Linked DNA regions of Mus musculus: region 1 is linked to region 2. The links are chromatin contacts, called in public Hi-C maps. All regions are on one chromosome and are shown on one strand. The core of a region is the stretch at or near the end of the contact, and the rest is flanking DNA. Distances in the headings are between cores, read along the strand shown. Region 1 overlaps Sorcs2 (sortilin-related VPS10 domain containing receptor 2). Region 2 overlaps Sorcs2 (sortilin-related VPS10 domain containing receptor 2).

Evidence for each region. A called contact is a pair of places that touch in the nucleus more often than the background predicts.
Region 1: a Hi-C map of uterus shows a contact between it and region 2, with 4 times the contacts expected there. The contact joins two enhancer-like sites. A contact is called at or near these places in 6 of 484 Hi-C or Micro-C datasets (cortical neurons, embryonic fibroblasts, trophoblast stem cells and 1 more), 1 of 115 datasets of contacts at active chromatin or transcription factors (neural progenitor cells) and 1 of 9 other capture datasets (embryonic stem cells).

What each region holds. Positions count from the first base shown.
Region 1 is chr5:36,319,832-36,323,467 of GRCm38.p6, reverse strand. The region is part of intron 1 of Sorcs2 (sortilin-related VPS10 domain containing receptor 2); the gene reads left to right. Among named protein-coding and RNA genes, the nearest start is that of Mir7689, 20 kb to the right of the region's middle. Within about 2 kb of position 1,752, at least 25 of the 459 cell types and tissues checked have an H3K27ac peak or open chromatin away from gene starts, as enhancers often do. A contact at or near this core is called in uterus, where this site is marked.
Region 2 is chr5:36,224,096-36,227,829 of GRCm38.p6, reverse strand. The region is part of intron 2 of Sorcs2 (sortilin-related VPS10 domain containing receptor 2); the gene reads left to right. Among named protein-coding and RNA genes, the nearest start is that of Psapl1, 22 kb to the right of the region's middle. Within about 2 kb of position 1,374, at least 72 of the 459 cell types and tissues checked have an H3K27ac peak or open chromatin away from gene starts, as enhancers often do. A contact at or near this core is called in uterus, where this site is marked.

The DNA of each region.
Region 1 (3,636 bases), core at 503-3,002, 95 kb before region 2:
TTTCTCTCTAATGGCATGTCAGTGATGAGTCTTATATTTGGCCTGCTCACTTGGGAAGAGTGGGCATCTGTGGACAACTCTGCCCCTCTTTTTCCAAAGGCCTTTGGGTTGGACCTGGTAGGTTTGGGGGAACCCTGGAACTTTGTAAGACTCCCAGTTTCCTTCCCAGTGCCTTTCCTCATCAAGGACACCCAGCTGAGTCCACTGGAGGACCAGGGAATAGCCACAAGCCTAGATTTTGGGCAGTGACCAAGTCTCTCTAAGCTTCAGTGTTCCCCTCAAATGGGAATCACAGTTGCTCAAACCCCTAAGACTCATGGGATAAGGATTACAAACACTGACCAACCAACCCCCCCAATCCCTGTCACCAAGGGAATGCACAGAGAACTTCCCAGGAGGCTGGGGACCCCCTGCAATGGGCAGGGGCTTCCTCCTTATTCTCTGTAACTTCATAGTCACTGACCATTGGGGAAAAGAAGGATCAGGGTGTCTATTTCCCATTGTCCCTCAGCTAAAGTCCACCTGCCTGGCCTGGCCACTGAGCCATAGAAACAGGCCTCGTAACCCTCCTTGTCTAGAAACCAGTATCATTGTTCCCCAGGGATCTTCCAAGTCCTTAAATTCTGAGACACCAATACTCATTGTCCTGTCCCAAGACTAGCTGAAATCATGCCTCTTTGGATGCCTGGGGACCATTTTACCTCCCTGAGATAATCATATCTTTCCCCAGGCTCCTGCTCTGTGGTAGGTGGTGATATTGGGGATTCTATGTGCAGTGTGCCACCTTCCCTTGAAGGGCACACTGGTCCCAGGAGGAATCATCAAATACCCCTTCACCACCAAGCCAAACTGGGAAGGAAACCATGCAACCTCTACCAGTCTGTCATCAGGACGCAGCCGTGCCCCTAGTCTGAATGCTACTTTGTGTTCCTTCTGTCACACTCTGCCCTTCCCCCCACTTCAGAAGTCCAGCTCAGTCCTTCCTCTGGCCATGACCCACAGGGAAGGTCAGAAAGTCTGTGGGGGCCAAGCAGTTAAGCTATTTGACGCTGGCATCTCCCTTCTAAATTCCCAGAATTCTGGAATTCTGGGTCCTGTGACCTAAGCTGGCTTCCAGGACCCAAATACATCTCTTTAGGTTGTGTGACCTGAGTGTGCCCAGTGTCATCACAGGGGAGGACACAAGAGGGATGGGTCTTGCTTGTGCAGGCTGGCATCCACCTGTAAGCATGCAAGGCCCTGGACCTCAGGATGGGGCTGTGGTGCTGATGGCTACAAGAGAGCCCCCACTGTGTTCAGCCAGGAAAGATGAATGAGGAGGGCGGGGCCAGTAGCAAGAGAGTGGGAGGGTTGGCCTGGTCTCTCCTGGGATCTTACTCCAGACTCTGAGATGATTTCAGAGGTTGGCATGATTTGAAATTGAGAGCCAGGGCAGATGTTTCTGGAAGATGCTGGGAGCTTTTTGTTACCGTCTGCCAGATTAGCAGTTCAGATTTGGGCTAGGCCTAAAAGCCAGGACACATGTGCAGGGTTGAAGCCAGGTGCCACAAGGCCGGCCGAGAGTGGAGGACAAGGATGTGGGGAGAACATTGGCTGCTCTGATTCTAGTCTCAAGCTGGCCCCATCCTAGGGAAGAAGGCCTTGAATCTACTAAATGTCACGACCTGGCTCAGGCTGCATTAGCCTGAGCCCAGCTAGAAACCGCTGTGTGTGGTCCTGGGCATGGGAAGCCCGGAGTGGCGGGAAGTGGGGGAGAGTGTGTAGGAATTCACAAAGCCGTGGGTGGAGTCAGGCCTTCACAGTTGTTCTTGCTGGCTCTTGTCCTCAGTGGTGGCCACCTTGTTAGAGTGCAGATGGGAACGAGCAGCTACTAGAGTTCTGAGGAGTGTCTCCAAGTGGTCTCTGCAGGTCCTCGGAGAGAGCTGTGTTGCCCATCAGGTGAGCAGTGGTCGAGTGCTGGACCCCTGTCTGCTCCTGCTTGCCTTAATTTCTCCAACAGAGTTCACCTCCAGAGCTTCCTGTCTCAGAGACAGCAGCATGAACTGACCCAAGAGACCTTCTGCCTGGGACCTTATTTCTTTTCCTTCTAAAGCCGAGGACAGAGGCCAGCTCTATCTCGGTGCCCAGGCTAAGAGCAGAGCGTCTTGAGATCTGGGATCTGCCTGTGCTGGCTTCTGCTGTTTTTCCTTCTCAGAGCTGTATGTGGAAGCTGCTCAGGTCTTGGGTCTGAACATTGCATTCACCCTGGTGCTGTCTCTATCCCAATACAGCGGCACTCTGGGGTCTGCCAGGCAGTTTGTGCCCTCACTACACACCTCAGTCTGGGGGTTCAGATGGACCTGGAAGTTACCTACCTATAGGCATTTATGCTCCCCATACTCCAGGCCTGGCACCTCCACCTTCATCCAGTCTGGCATGTAGGTGTCCCTTCCAGAACCCATGGAACCCAGCCTAGGCAGAATCCTCTCCTTTTTTTACCCTGATAGAAGTGCCCACGCGTGCATGTGTATGTGCGCGCGTGCACGTGTTTGGGCGTGGGGTGGGGGTAGGTGCCTACTCCAGGCCCTCTACACTTGGAGAGGGACCTGGTGAGACAGGTTTTTCTTGTTGGGGGGCTGGTAAGTCAGAGGGGATGGGCTGCCCCCCACTGGCCAAGGAACGACTAGGAGGCAAAGTAGAAGATTGCCATCAGTGGGCACCTAGTGAGTCCTGGGACCCCTAAGGGCAGTGTTACTACAGGGGGAGGGGGACTAGGAAGGCATTGTCTGAGGGAGAGATAGGTGGTAGCAGGCTTTCATCAGAACCCGGGGCTAGGAAGCTGGGGTGCTCTGAGACCGTTACCTCTATGTATGGGAGATCTTTGTTCCAGAGTCTCAGCGCTTTCCCAAAGCCCAGAGAACTGGCAGTGGCCCTGCCCTGGAAGAGCTCTGAGGACCATCAGCTCCACCAAAGCTCCATCCTAACACAGTGTACACACTGACTCACAGGACAGGGATTGACATTGATATACTACGTCCGCTTTGCAGATGAAGCAACGGACACAGGCTGTAGGTATATCGTGCCAGGCCCTGGATGTCGATTCCCTGACACTGTCAATATTAATATCACTGTGGCCAGTGGGCCATCTCATTCCTTAGCCAGCCCGTTACCAGGCCACTTCAATCTCCCTTTGTAGTAGCCAGGTTGCCAGCTTTGGCTGAGGCCTCTGCAAGATCACCAGGCAAGGTGGGGCCTCTTCCCCATGCCCTGCCTGCAGCCTTAGTGGCGTCTCCTTCATTCCATCTTCCCTCCTGAGTTGACCTCTCCCCTGTCTGAAGGGTTAGTTGGTCTGAGGGACCAAGCCCTTCTCTCTCCGAATCAGAGTTCTCTGGGCCTTCTCCTCATTTCATCACACAGCCCAGAGATAGCCCCTCACTCAGGGTACTTGTTCACACCACAAGTGTCTGCTTAGTGGCAACTGTGCCAGACACCAGAAACACAGCAGCTATCACAGGAGGAGAGCCCTGTCCCCATGGAGTGTGTGTTCAGCTGCACTCAGGGAGAGAGGAGAGCTATGGCCTTTCTGTTGTTGAAATTTATTTAATCACAATCTGGGGTTCCTACCCCGCCTTTAATTCAGCTTCTGGATAAAAGGCA
Region 2 (3,734 bases), core at 125-2,624:
GCATTAAATTCCAGTGGTGGGCCAGTGAGGTAGCTCAGTGAGTAAAGATATTTGCCAGCAAGCCTGACAACCCGAGTTCAATCCCTGGAACCTACACAGTAGAAGGAGAGAACTGACTCCTGCAGGTTGTCCTCTGACTTCCACACATGTGCCATAGCACACATACATGTCTACACATCTAAAATGCACAGATGGATAAGACATAAAATCCTAGGAGCTCTTAGCTTCACTAGAAGTTTGGCTTAGGGGCATCACCTGGGACAGCAAGTGCATAGAGACATGTTCACCTTCCTGCTATGTTGACAGTCTCCTTGTGCTACATGAGCAGAGTTAGCCGCCATTCCTCGTGTGCAGTAAACAAAAATCCTCGGCTACCCCAGACTTTAGACACCGGCAACCGGGCTTCTCTGTTAACTACCCCCTTAGATACCTTCCCTAAAAATTTCCAGAATGCCAGCTTCCTCCACTCACGGTGGCTTCTCAGCCTGGCTAAAGGTGCACGAAGTGGGACTGTCTAGAATGGTGTCTGGTGTTTGGGTCGAGCTGCTTCCCTGGGGCAGTCAGGCTTTTGCAAGGTGTTTCCTAGACGTAGGTGCTGGTGACTAAATGAAATAAATAAATGAATAAAACAGAAATGAAAAGGAATATTAGTTCTCTAAGGAACTTTGGAAGAGCACGTTTATTGCAGATAAAGGGAAGAGTTAGAGGCAGGGGGCATCTGGGAGAGTCCAGAGTGGGCGTGACCAGACTGAACTATTCCCTGTGGGGAAAGGGGGAAGGGAATAGTTGCTACTAGGTGTAGCAACCAGGAGGCCCAAAGGTACAAAGGGACTGAGGGGTTGTAGGAAGAACCTGGAGGCCAGTGTCTACTTTGATGTGTTAAATAGGCACCACAGCCATTTGCCCTGGGTTTGAGACCTAACTGGGACCTCGTGGAATATGGAAGACAGAGAAGGCTACCTGGGGTCAGGACTCCTGAGTGACAGGCTCTAAATTCTTCAGAAGCCAATAGGGAGTCCCAGAGGCCAAAGCACCCTGTTAGAACCCTGGGCCAGGGAGACTTTCTTCACAGATCCTCTGTGTGAGGCTGGTCAAATGGAGGAGAGGGAGGTGGCGGGATGGGATGAGGTGGCTCACAGAACATCCCCGAGCACGGTATGTCTAAATTTGGATTTCCCCCAAAGCGAAGCAACAGATCTTAATTTTTCTCATCTCGTCACTGTCTCTCCACCCAGACGTTTCCTCGGCTCGATTAAAAATGCATCCAGAAGCATTAGTCATTTCCAGAAACTTCCCCCATCTCCTCCGCGGGTGCAGCGACTCTCTGGGTTTCTATGTTGCTTTTTCTGTGCTGATGTGCTTGCACAGAGTTAACAGTCTGAGAAGCCTGGAGCTGAAGTTTTGCATTCCTTTCTCTGTTGCTCATAAACCAGGCTTCCACTCTGCATACTGTGAGGCCTGCCCAGCCATTACTTTCCTGGCTGCTTACGGGCCTTTGAGCTGATTCTTCCAGGCCTTGGCCTCCTGGGGAGGGTCCAGTGCTCCCAGCTCCCACCTGGGGAGCATCCGATGCTCACAGCACTAGTATGACATTTCATCTAAGCCTTACCCATTTGTCAGTATTCCAGCATCCTTTCGAGTCCTGGCGAGGAACAGTTTCCATGCTGCTCTGATCATATTTTTCTCTTTGGAATGTCATCTGCTCTTGTATTTCTCCCCACACTGGGACAGGGCAAAGGGTACCGAGAGGATGAGAACACACTGTTTGTGCTTTTCTGGGTGCTGCCTACGTGCTGTCTGCACTTGAGGCCCATGGAATGTATGGTTCAGGTGCCAGTGTCTGGAGAACACGTATTAAGCGGGGTTATTAAATACACACTTACTGAATGCACACCGATCCTCCCAAGAATTCTCCTGTGTAATCACAATAAATACATTTTTAATGACAGGTCTGGTATTTACATTCTGAAAATGGCTCTGGGAAATCGAAGCTGAATGCATTTTTAATTGTTCTGTGTTTAATGGGCCTCACGTCAGCAGCCTCTCCCTCACGGGCTTCCTTGACCCATCACCAGCACCTTCTCTCTGCATCCTCTGCCAGACTTGGATCTGTGAACAGTACCCTAGGTTGGGAGAGACATCCGCATCTTAGGACCTGCTGGCTGGCACCAGGGAATTGAAGTCTCCTATCTCATTTTTCTCTGGGCTCACAGGGCCTACCTAAGGCTTCCTCATTCAAGCTAGAGTCAGCACACTCTGTCCATCCTTAAAACTCTGGGCACAGTGGCTACTGTGCTACTGGGACAAATGACCACAACTGGGGAACTTAAAACAACAGCCAGGGACTCTCCAGGGTTCAAACCATGGCGTTACAGGGCAGTGTTTCCCCTGAAGACTGGGAAAGGAGGTCATCGTGTCCCTGCCAGCCCCTGGTGGCTGTGTCACTGAGACCTTGCTGCTGTGTGTTGATACGCATGTGACAATACTGCCCAGGTGCATGTGGACACAGTGTGCAGGTGTGCGTGCCTCCGTGCACACGTGCCTGTGGCAGCCAAAGGTCAATCCTCAGTGCCGTTCCTTTGGAGACAGTCGCTTTTGTTGCCGTCTTGTTTTTAAGGCAGAATCTCTCACTGGCCTGGAGCTGGCCCAGCGGGCTAAGCAGGCTGATCAGCAAACCCCAGGATACTCCTGACTCCACTTCCCCAGCTCTAGAAGTGTGTACCCCAGTGTCTGCATTGTTTCCGTGGGTTCCAGGCATTGAACTCGGGTTCTCCCGCTTGCACAGTGGACACTTTACCAGCTGAGTTATTGAGTCAGCCCCCCTGCCTCTGCCTCCACATGGCTGTCTCGCTGTGTATTCCTTCTAAAGACAGTGGCTGCTGGATTTAGGGTCTGAGCAGACAATTTGGGACATCTCATCTCGAGAATCTTAACTGAGCCACCTCTGTAAAGACCCCTGGTAATTTATGGGGTTCAGGACGTGAATATCTCTTCGAGGGAGCTACCCCTCAACCCATGACATGCTCTGTCATTAAGCTCTGGGGATGCCATTGGTTTTCTAAATGGCGACTGGCTCTTGCCCTGTTCTCTGTTCCCCAGCCACACTCTTTTTGTCCCTCTTCATCCATGGCTAGATCCTGGCTGCCCTCCTCAGCTGGCTACCGTGTCTCCGCCCATCCTTTCCCAGAAGACCCATGGACTTGAAAAACACACAGTCTGGTGCCATGGATGGACTCAGTGCCCCCTCATGGCTCACATCTGCCATTCCAACCCTCTACTGAAACCCCTTGATGATCCAGATGTGGAGGCTGGCAGGCAGAGCTGGAGCACCACAGGGGTGTGAGGATGCGGGTGCTCTTGGTCTCTGAGGGTTTTGTGTGATATTTGTCTCTGCTCTATAACAGCGCTGTAACATGAGATAAAGAGAAATTCACAGCACAGTGTTGTGTCTGCTACCACCCACCCTCCTCTCTGGGAGAGTGTTGCTGGGCCCTTCCATGCTTCTGGAGCCCCCACCCCCACCCCCAGGCAAGGCACAGAGGCAGTCAAGGTCGTGACAGACTGTTAGAATGGAATGGGTCCCAGGAATGGGTTTTGAGTGTTAAAACTCGGCCAGCCCTACGGACACACTGAGATCAGCCTCTCGGGAGCCCCTGCACAGTGCCTGGGGTTCATGTTCTCAGCATTTTGTCCCCACTATTGTCCCCAGCCTTTTAAAACTTGCTTTCCTAATG